Regions from separate parts of the Bactrocera dorsalis genome. Here region 2 is linked to region 1. A link is a contact called in public Hi-C data. All regions are on one chromosome and are shown on one strand. Each heading gives the region's core, a stretch centred on a gene start, on an enhancer-like site or on the middle of the called end of the contact. The rest is flanking DNA. Distances are from core to core; before and after follow the strand shown. Region 1 holds the start of LOC105231052 (general odorant-binding protein 99a). Region 2 has its middle 4.9 kb from the start of LOC105231054.

What was found. Hi-C and Micro-C count contacts between places; a contact is called where the count stands out from the background.
Region 2: a Hi-C map of whole body shows a contact between it and region 1, with 4 times the contacts expected there. The contact joins the enhancer-like site here to the promoter of LOC105231052 in region 1. A contact is called at or near these places in 2 of 2 Hi-C or Micro-C datasets (both in whole body).

The regions. Positions count from the first base shown.
Region 1 is chr2:24,588,307-24,594,401 of ASM2337382v1, forward strand. LOC105231052 (general odorant-binding protein 99a) reads left to right here and starts at 2,620. Exons shown (of 2, transcript XM_011212143.4): 1 at 2,620-2,778; 2 at 2,839-3,296. The coding sequence starts at 2,740. The coding sequence ends at 3,225.
Region 2 is chr2:24,636,317-24,642,411 of ASM2337382v1, forward strand. No RefSeq gene overlaps it. Among protein-coding and RNA genes, the nearest start is that of LOC105231054, 4.9 kb to the right of the region's middle. Within about 2 kb of position 2,490, the one cell type or tissue checked has open chromatin away from gene starts, as enhancers often do.

The sequences.
Region 1 (6,095 bases), core at 1,370-3,869:
AAATTGAAAAAAATATATAATTCACTTTTTATTTCAAATCAGTTACATGAATTAAATTAAAAGTATACCTATGTATTTGGTATTATATATATATTATTTTGTCAAAAAACAAATAATAAAAATCACAGATCGATTTCTGTAGGAACTAATTTTAAATAGTATATTAAAAATACAAGCGCATCTATTGTTTCATCGTTTAAACTGGATCTGATTTTAGTGCAAATGCGGCCAGACACTGAAAAACAACGCTCGCATTCGACACTAGTTGGTGGTATTGTCTTTAAAAAATTAGAAGCAACCTCCAGATTGCTGCCAAGCCCGCCACCCCCAAGAAGTAAATTTATTTCCTTTGGTACCGCTTCCTCTACTGATAATGAGACATCTCTTTTTAAAACGCGAGATTCTTTGACAGTTTCTTGCAACCTTTCCTTCAACGTTTCTTCCTTTTCATTTTCGATTATTTTTAAATCGATATCGCGATTCTCAACGTCATTAGCATTGTACTTTTTGACAATTTCTACAATAAGCACTAGTGTAAGTTTGTAAAATGCAGCGCGGTTGATCGTATGCTTGGCACATGCTACAGCTTGCCAATTAACAGCTGATCAAACCAGTGCTGTAACTTTGATCAAACAGTGTTGTAAAGTACCAAATTCTTACTAATTGTTTTTTGGCAATGTTCATCTATTGTAAATACAACTTTGTTTATGAAAAAATAATAATTAACAGTGTTTAAAAAAAAAAAGGACAAAAATCCCGAATATCCCGGGAAATTAATTTTAAATCCCGGGAGGAGTTTTAAGTCCGGGATCCCGGGATTTCGGGAGCCCGGGAGCCCGGGAGTGGGAGCTCTAATGCCTACAACAATAGAAAAATTACTTGCCATATACTCATTTAAAATGACAATTTTGAATCGGTTATTGTTGTTGTTACGGCTAAAGTTCCTTAGAAACTGTTGCCGAGTTGACAGCTCTTTGCTGGTTATAAATTCGGATTGCCCCGGTGGTAAAAAAAAAGATATAGAAATTTTAATATAACGACTTAAGGCCAAAATTTCTCAGCCAGTTTTGTCTATCTTGGAACCAGTATTAACACAAACAACAACATCAACTTCGAAATCCAATGCAGAATAATACTTTAGACTGAATAGGCAATTGAGAAGTAAAGTCCTCTCTCGACGAACGAAGACCAAATTCTGCAAGTCACTCATCCTCCCCGACCTGCTATATGGTACAGAGTGGCATGAACGATGACGACATTTGATGAGTCGGCATTACGAGTTTTCGAGATAAAGGTTCTACGTAGAATATATGGACCTTTGCGCATTAGCAACGACGAATACCGCAGTCGATGGAACGACCCGCTGTATGAGATATACGACGCCATTGACAAAGAATGACAGAGTGACTATTTAGCTCAGTATCACGTCCGTGGAAAGTACCTTTACCTCCTTATTCAAATTTGCAGAATTTATACTTTTATTACTCGCAATTAAACATTTTTGTCTATACTTAGTTTGTCACAATAAAATAGAGATTATATAATAAGATATTTAGCATATGTATGCCAATGTTACTCGTAATACTCTGGTACACACAAAAATCATTGTTTGACAGTTGTTAAGACGTAACGAAAGACTAGAGTCGGGTAAACCCGGTTCGTTTTTTGGGTTCATAATATTTGCATCTTCCAAACAACAACAACAGATGTGTAAAAAAAAGTTGTGTTTGCGCTTATCATACATTTTTACAACTTTGTTATTCATTTCAGTTAAATTCTGTTTATTTTGGGAAAAATGTTGCCACACATGGCAACAAATACCTGACCTTTCGCAAATCATAAGCATGGAAGTAAACAAGTAAACGTCAGCTTCATGTACACATGTATGTGTATGTAAATTTTTTATACCCTAAACAAGCTATGTTAAGTATGCTACTAAGTTTATCTGTCAGTCTATACTCGAACGAATATCCTTTAATAAAGATATCGATCTGAAATATTCCGGCTGTCTTGACGGATGTTATCACCCAAACGCCTCGATACGGCCAAGTAGGACTCCTTATTGATCGTCCGTACCTCCGGTACGTGATGCACCAAACCACAACTATCGAAAATAACAAAGAATTTTTGAGCGGCTTTGGTGTGTGGTGAAAAGGTCGAAAACGAGGTAAGTCTTCAACGATCTCTCGACCGTCTTTGAAGGATTTGTACAATTCGTATATTTGTGTTTTTGATAAATAAAACTGAATCCACATAAGCCTTTTTCAACATTCGCAACGATTCCGCAAACGAAATTTGGTTAGAAATACAAAATTTGATACAAAAAAATTATCAGGTGCACTTTTGACCCATATTACACTCGTATTTAATATAAGCATGTACTATCAATAACCGATGCTCAAATCAGTTTTTGGAGAGTATGAAGGAGATAAGATATTGCAAATGCATATGTCTGTATGTAGTAGTTCATAAATTTGAGTCAATAAATCAAAAAATAATCAGACCAAGCTTAAGTTGAGAAGATCGCTAAATACATATACATAAATATGTATGTCATGTAATGAGACTAAATCGATCAAACGAACTATTAAACAGCAAAATAATATGAAATTGACTCAATGCATTTGCCCGCTCACCAACCGAGTTGGATGTGCTTGTATAAATATGGGATTGCAATAGTTCTTTATATCAGTTGTGCTCTGAGTCCAGCGGAGAAAGTCAATAAAGCCAAATTCCAATATGCAATTCTTCATTGTGATCCTTGTAGTCATTGCATTGGTACGTACATCACATCAATATTTTACACCATTACTATATCTTATATAATCTCTATTTTAGGCATACGCTGAAGATGAATGGATACCAAAAACTGAAGCAGAACTTGAAGTTATCGCCCAGGAATGCCTCAAGGATTTTCCACTTAGCAAAGAACAACTGCAAAAATTTTCGAGCTTCGAATATCCCGATGAAGAACCCATTCGGAAGTACATGCTTTGTACCGCTAAGAGAGTGGGTTTCTTCACCGAACATGAGGGCTATCATGCCGATCGTGTTGCCAAACAATTAAAAATGGATTTGGATGAGGCTGAGATCGTTGCCATCAATGATGGTTGCGCGGACAAGAACGTCGAGGGTAGCAGCGCTGATGTATGGGCCTATCGTGTTCACAAGTGTGTTATGGCCAGCAAAATCGGTGAACATGGGAAAGCTTACTTCCAAAAATGATAGAAGAAGCCAAAAAACATTAAATTACTAGAGCTGCCCTCCGTTGAACAATAAAGTATATTTTATTAAGTGTTATAATTGTGTGGTTATTACTCGTATACATTGGATCATGTGACAAGGCAAAGCAAGATGTATTAATGGAATCTTATTCGATAAAGTGAACCTGTATAATATAGACATTATCACTCTTCTTCGATAAGCGATTCAGTTATCAAATATTGGTAGCCGAAAAAGTCTTTTCGTATTTTGTTAATACATATCGTTGCAGTCGTATATTCCAGTGCTACCAATCACATTGGACCATATAGTGTTGAAAAGGTGAGATTTTAAGTTTCATTTAACTAAAAAATTAAATTCGGTGAAGCTATGCAGCTGTTAAAAAATCAGTGAAAATAATGAAGAAATTCGATACATTTTGAAACTTTTGTATAAAAAAGGGCAGAATGCCACGCAAGCCGACAATGAAATTTGTGAAGTTTAAAGAGACGATGCTGTATCAGTTCGTTAAGCACAACAATAGTTCACTCGCTTTTGTTCTGGAAATTTCGAAATTTCGATTTACACTGATGGAATAATGTCTCTAGCGAAAAAAATGGCAAATAGTGGGTGACCAAAATGGTACATATTTGTTTGTTTATTTATTAGTATAAATATAAAAAAATTAGTTGAAGTTTGATTAAAAATACGAAAAAACTCAATATATCATTATATCATTCCACTCGTTCTGAGTAAATTTTATACCTTCTATTGAGCCATATGCAGGAGCAGTCGTCGTGGGGAGTCGACTTCTAATAATATTTATGCTGTTTATATTGGTATATATAAGTGATTTTTTAATAAAATTAAGTGAATAAGTTTCCTAAACATAATGTAGTTTGGCGCTGAATATAAGATTTCAGTTTCACTGGATGACCTTTTCTCGGCATCTTTGGTTAAGTCGGTATCACATGCCTCGTTAGCCTTTTATATTTCGGGATTCGAGAACAAAAACAAATTTTAATAATCGAAAATCGCTTTATTGTTTTTCAAAAGTAAATGAGGCCCATTTCTGGCTCAAACAAACAAAATTTCCACAATTGGGATGAAGTGCAACCTGAAAAGATTCAAGAACTGCCATTTTATCTAGAAAAAACAACGGTTTGGTGTGGTTTGTGGGCCAGTGGAATCATCGGTCTAGGCGACACTTAGTTTCAACAAGACAGGCCACTTCTCACAAATCGCATCGAACAATGAATCTATTGAGAGTACTTTGGTGAGAATATAATTTCCTGTTTTGAGCCGGTCGATTGGCCAAACAGATCGTGTGATATCACGCCGTTATACTTTTTCCTGTTGGGATATGTGTATAAAGGCTATGCAGACAATTCCACTTTGATTCAGATCTTGGAGCAAAACATTACGCGTCTCATGCGCCAGTTACCAGTCGAAATGCTCGAACGAGTCATCGAAAATTGAACTCAACAGATGGACCAACCGAGACGTAGCCACGACCAAAATTTGAAAGAGATAATCTTCAAAAAATAAATGCCAAAGAATAATCTTTCGAATGATAATAATCATTTTCCATTAATTTTGAAGTTTTTGTGTTTTTACTTTAAAAAACTAACAAGAAAGCACTCGAAGTTAATGTTTTTTCTTGTTATGTTTGTAAGTTATCCATAGTGTTGTCAAAAAAAAAGTTATTTAAAAAGCCTCCACAATGAAATGTTGAATCTGTTATCAGAGCAATAACATGTATAGCATTTAGGTATATAAATACGTAGAGCAGATATTATATGTACATATGTATGTACGTGCGACGTTCTTAATTAAATATAGACACACTCTTTGCTATCATGACACAGCGCAGAAGCAGTCCAGCCTCAGTTTCATTTATCATTATTAGTTCTTGTACGCATTCCATAAAAATAATCTACAATAATGTGCAAACAAAGATGATATATAGTACACATATGTATATATTTATATAAGAAGTGGCCGCTTCAAAGTTGATTAGCTCACCTGTGTCTGGCGCTTACAAGCGATAGGCAGAGCGTTTCTTCTTCTACCACGGCGAGCAAATGATCAGCGGCAAGTGCCGCTTTGAACTCCAAATTTCTAGTTTGAACCAAATCGGTTTTATTTTTGAAATATATACAAGTTATATATATATATAAGTACATATGTAGTAGAACTGGGCTAAAGATCCAGAAAAGATGCATATAATATAGTCAATGGATATTTCTTATATTATAAATTTCCTCTACGCATACGCTTTGAATCTTACGCATACATATATAGTATGTATACATATATGTACATACCCACATGCATAAGCTAATATATTTTTATTTTTCTTTGAAGCTCTTAAATTGCGCGCAATTAGTAGTAAGCAGCGCTGGTGCGATGCGCTCGACACTCACGAATTAGTAAAGAAATAATTATGCTTCATCTTAGCAACTACACATACATTTACACATGCATTCAAATGTCAATATAACACTGGCTTCAACAAACATATCTATTAAGCGACTACAGCATTACATGACCGAAGAAATTTCAGCCTTGACAATGACTTATAAATGACAATCAGCGCGGCTGTCAGCAATTATGAGATCGTGCTTTTCGTATTATTTCGCAAAATGAAGCCAATTTGCTAAGCATCAGCAAAAAACAAAAAAGAATAAAGAATTAAATATTAATGTGAGGTGTTATAATCGTATTACCTTCATAAAAAAGTTAAGTTATAAACGTCTGTATGTAATAGTTTGTTAACTTTGAAATGCTATAATGTGCTTGTTTTGTGGTGATTTGGCATTTTTTTTGTCAATTAATGCTAACACATCAGAGCCATGGTAAGTTTTTATATATTCAAACTACAAGTAAACAGC
Region 2 (6,095 bases), core at 1,240-3,739, 48 kb after region 1:
TTATATCCAGAATGAAATCTTTCTACCCTTCTGTCAGAGTTCTCCAGACCAAAAACCTTGCAGTTCTAAGGCATTTGAGGCGCATAAGGTGCATAATTTCATATTTTGGAGTATCCCACTAATATAGAAAAACTTTCTCATAGTTATCACCAATTCCATGCCTTAGCCTTATGGATATTATATGCAATGTGAGGCAATTCAATTGAAGAGCTTGGCGAATTTTTGTCATTAAAATATAGAAGCTATAGTAAAGCAGAGAGGAGGGAGATCGAGACCATTCCTCTCGGGCCTGAAGCTCTCAGAAGAATACGGAACTTTGGAACATTGTTTTACTGATTTTTTTCTCCAACAACTCACTACAATTATCACCAGGCCCCGTTATTCACTCTACCCCCCTGATTACGAGGTATTCAAGTAGAGGAGAAGTGAGCTTCTTCACTGATGGGTTAAAGCTTGGGGGAACGTTGATGGAGGAACCTACTGTCAGTAGCTCACTATCAACTTCAGTTTTAGACTTCCCTACTATTGCAGCGTCTTCCAGGCCGAGGTTGCAACCTTTTACTGCTTCGGAGTGCAGCATCATTCAAGGAAGTGTCCATCCACTCATTTAGCAGAGCGGCGATACTAATCTTGAACTCATTAACATTGCGTTCAGAGCTGGTGCCCAGTGTTTTTGTGCATCGAGTGTTTTTGTGATAAGACTGGTATGGCTTGCAAATCACAGCGGAATCGCAGGAAACTGTAAAGATGATGAGCAGGCAAGAAAAGGCACCCTAAAACCGCTATCGATAGAATGGGAGCGGATCGGTACTCCCGTATCTTCTTGTGTTTTACTACTAAATACCTTGGGGGAAGCATCGAAAGCCGAAGTGCGGAACTTTAATCCGCTAAATCTAACCTACTCCCAACTCAGGAATCTCCCACAGAACCTCCGGCTAGGTATTACTTCGTAAAGGGGCAAGACATTTCAGTCTCCTCTATTGCGCGGAGTGACGGACGCCTAGTCTGTTGAAAAATCTCAGTTTGGTCATTATGATCGCTGACAGCTTTCCATTTATCAGTCGACTGACACATGAGTGTCGTCAAGTTATCGACCGTAAAACTACCACTGAGTGTGGTTTTTAGCTGTTCCCTTGTATTCTAAAATCGAGTGCAATGAAATAATACAAGTTCCGAGTCTTCTATATACTCTGTACATGTCGGACAGTTCGGACTAATGTCATTGTGGAATCTGAAAAGGTAGCTTCTAAAGCATCCATGTCCACTAAGTATTTGGGTGAGGCTAGAAATCCTACCAGGCGCCATCTGCAGAAGCTGTATGGAAGAAGAAGAGATGGAAGCAGCTCAACATTTCCTTCTTGACATCAAGACTTAAACACTTGGGAACGCATACCTTCTGACATCCCACCGAGCTGGCGGAAATGAAATCATTTGTATAGGCCACAAGCGTTTTGTTAATTTATAGCTCGAACACAGGAGTTCTTTTCTATGGAATCACAAAGGATTACATTACAATATGTTACAGGCGATCTTAGATCAGCCATCTAACCTAACCCTTCGCTTTCATTAAATTGGCTGAAAATGTAACATTTTATATACACACAGACTTAATTCCAAATATTAACAATTAATTTTTTCAATTGTCAATTCTAAACCTCTCCTCCTTTTCAAACATACCAGTTTCCCTCAAGCAAAGGCAAAGTTCACATCCCATAAGTGATTGCTTAGTCTGTCTTACTTATTAAAAAAAACAAGATTATATAATCAATTTATGAAAATCAATATTCGCATTGCACCTAGAATGTGTTTGTATGCACTTATCGATGTTCACTAGCACCACAATCACCTTTCTATTAAGTGCAATCAATTTCTTATTATTGATTTATTATCCAGTTTTCCCCACGTCTCTCTGTCAACCTAATACAAATATGTTTGTGTATATGTGTATGCTTTTCGTCCTCCTCCCAATTGATCTTCAATTAAGTTCGACTGCTTTTCAATTCTATTTACAACTTTTCAATTAAGTGGCAACCAACAGGTTTGCTGTTTGCTGTGGCCTATCACTGCCTATCACCGACGCTTTTGTTTTGTCTTTGTGTTGTTGTGTTTTCACTCATTTAAGAATTTATGAACATAAAGCAAAAATTAGCTTCAAGTATGTAATATAAAACTTATTAAGCAAACACACATGCATACAGGTACATAACATACATATGTATATAACTCATAAATCGGTCAGTTATGAATCATTATAGCGTATATTTATACATATATATTTTTGTTTTTACTTTTCAAAGTTCAATACACCGCTGATATTTACGACTAAACGGCAAGTAAATATAAGGAAAGCCAATTTTCTCACAACATACCTACATACATACATACGAAACACACACACACACAAAATTGTTGGCTTTCGCATGCAAAGTGTCCACTCGAATCGTTAATGGCACCGCACTCACATGCCTCGTGAATTATATTCGTATGTATGCATGTGTGTGTATGTTTGTAATACAATGCCTCGCATAAATTTAAAAATAAACAATCAATTTATGATCGCTTTAAACGATCGCCAATACACACACATACTACTAGGTGTCGCGTTGATAGCTTCAATACATACACATACACGTAGTTTGTTTACATAAATGTTCGTCACGTGATTTTGCCAACTCAATTACAAAGTTATACGTTACAAGCCAACTATTATTGCCTCTCTTTTTGAGCTTGTTCTGCTCATTTTCTGACACACATTTCTAAATTAAAAACAACATTCCATCCTAGGCATACCAGCCCATAGACTTACATGTACATATGTACACACATATATGTATTTATATTGAATTTTTATTTAAATAAATGTAAACTGCTATAATTAACAGACTTCAACGAACCTTAAACTAATTTTAAATTAATTAATATATTAGTAGGCATTTTGTAAACCAATGAATAACTGCCAATCGCAATTAAAAGCACGTTTAAGTTACACGTTTGTCTGATGACACGATAAGTTGTTGATAATAAGCGCTTGAAAAACGACTTATCTCAATACTTACAGTTTTTAAACATAACAACAAAGTAAGAACGAAAATATTTTATATTTTTGTGTTACACGCGATCTCCGACATCAATAAAAAAGTTCTTTCTTGCTGCAGTGATTTTCGCTTTCTCTGCGAATGCAACTTCAAAAGAATGTTACGCTAGAAGACATTGCCTACCATCGAAAAAAAATCAAAAATTGGCAAATGACGACGTATTTGAAGTAAATATTTAAATTTTAATATTTAAAATAAGGAAAAAATAATAAATTAATTTTTCAAAATTTTACTCTCAAATATGCCCCGTTAAAGTATGAAACTTTTAAGCCAGAAGTGTCGTCAGAAGTTTTCCAAACTATCGTCTGAAGTTTTTATAGCAACCTTTTAAACAGGGTACTCACCAGAACTCTATTTGCATTTTAAAAAGTGTGTTGAATATTTTCTTGATTCCTTTACATTATCTCATCGTCTTATTTCATCTAGTTTCCTAGATCTTCAGTGTAAAACCATCTTCTGGCAATTGAGTTTATTATATCCTCTTTCCATTTAATCGAAACTTACCGGTTTCGATTATCCGGTAACAAAGTATTAACATTGGATTATGGTGATTCGTGTTAAGGAAATTCAAGTGTTAGATATAATACAGCTGAGTTCCGAAAATGTGTGGACTTTTGTTTACTAGTTACGCCAACTACCGCATAGTATATACATATATAAAATGTGAGCCATTTCGAGGTTCCCTATTTTTTTAAAGGAATTTGTTCATATAGACTTAGACTTTAGACTTTACTTATCCCCACAGGAAAAAGTCTAACGCTGTGATATCACACAATCTTGGTGGTCAATTGACCTGCCTAAAATGTGCATCCATTGATTGATGTGACATCTGGGAAGAGGTTCCGTCTTGTTCAAACCAAATGTCGGCGAGATCACGAGCTTCAATATCAGGCATCAATAGTCTTGTCGCCATTGACGGTGACATTCTCACCTGCTTCGTTTTTGAGGAAATATGAACCGATGATTCCACTGTTCTACAAACCACAACAAACCGGTTGCTTTTTTCTCTCTCTCTCTCTTGAATCTCATCAGATTGCTCTCTGTCCAAATGCGGTAATTTTGCTTATTTACATACTCATTGCGCCAGAAATGGGACTCACCGCTGAACAAAACGTCGGATCTTCTTGGAACTTTTCAAGAGCCCATAGAGTGAAGCGATGTCACTTGGGAAGGTCGAGCGACTTCAGTTCTTGCACAAATGTATTTTGTACGCTTTCAATTTAAGATCTCGACGTAAAATGCGTCAAGTCATTAGTCCGAGTTGCTGCAAACGGCGTCGAATAGACTATTCACGGTCTTCGTGTACACTCTCAGTTACGGCTACTATATTTTCTGCTATACTATATTTTCTTCACTGCGTGCTGAACGTGATCTATTCGGTCGAATATTTTCAAAAAACGAATGTTGGGTCACAAGATAGTTGATGGTGTTGCGAATAGTACCCTCAGTAGGCCGTTTATGTTAACCATAATTTGAGCGAACCGCCCAAAAGACATTCTTAACACAACGTGAATTTTCGTAATAAAGTTGAACGATTTGTAAACGTTGTTCAATGGTAAGTCTTTCCATGATGAAATGTCAAACAATACTGAACAAAAATTACATGATAGCTTGAGGCGACTCACGCGCGATTTTTCAAAAAAAATGCTATTGAAAAATTTGCCTATACATGGATCACCGTTATATACGTATAATAATTTTTGTTATATTAGAAGACAAATATGTTGTTTAGTAGTGCTTGGAGCCATGCTCTCGTACTGTAGTAATGGCTAAAGTTAACGCAATACATCTACTATATTCCAAGCGTCACCCGAACGTTGCCCTTCCTTACTTGTTTTTAATTACCATACGCATTATTGACGTATAATTTAACATTGAGAGTTTTGAATTTATCAATATATTTTATATGTATATTCAATAGTAGCCTTATTTGTGTATAATGCAGCCTAACGCCTTTGACTAGCATCACATGACCTGAACACCTAGTGTGTTAATCTTTTAGGGGATTTTTCTACAACAAAACCAAAATTCAACGAAAATGTCAAGCAGCGACCACGCACACATAGACACAACCACAAACACATACATACAAGTGCATAATTGGAAATAAACGTAGTAGGTCATTGTCGCTATTGATTGGATTTCTCTTTGGCCATTGGGGTTTTTACACAAAAGAACAGCTTTGAATTCAGATGAATTTTAAACGCTATTTCTATTCTAATTTTCCTCATGAAGTTTCAACTAATATACAGTGAAGTGTAGAAGGGGGTTACCATATCATTTTACAGTAAAATTTTTTTTCTACATTAAAACGATCCACGCCCAAAACATCACAATGTGAAAGTGATACCTGTGTCGGAATCTACATTTTAATATACAGTATAATCATATCTATACATGTGGTAAATATATTAATATACATACATATGTATGTACATATGTAATTATGAATGTGTATGAAAGTATAACATCGCAAACCAGATCTAACAACAATTTCCATTCCAACCGCCTCAAGCAAAAAACAACTTCAAAAAATCCCCATATCAACTTTTTCCTTGAAAAGAATAAATGCCTTACGTAGACAATGGTCGATGAAATTAAAAATAATAGCTGGAGGCATAAAAGTTTTGGATAATAACTATAATGAGAAAGCACGAAATTAAAGCGAAAAAAAAATCATAAGAAAGAAAAATAAATTAGAAGTGTTTAATAGTAGAAAATCGGCTCACATTTTTGTTACATAGTTACCTTAACTTAGGTCTGAAAATAAAAAGAGAATTTTAGCAAACGAGAGAGATAATCGACAATAATAGCATTATGGGGCTGAACCTGAATAAACTAAAAAAGATCTCGTAAAACGTATAGAAATTTAATAAAACACATGAGACTAAAAATCCCAGTCACAAGCCTTGTAAAAGCGTGTTATTCCGCTATTAGTATTAACAAAAACTGTAATAAAAATTTAAATTGACTCTCGGTTTTGCAATTAACGTGAAATGA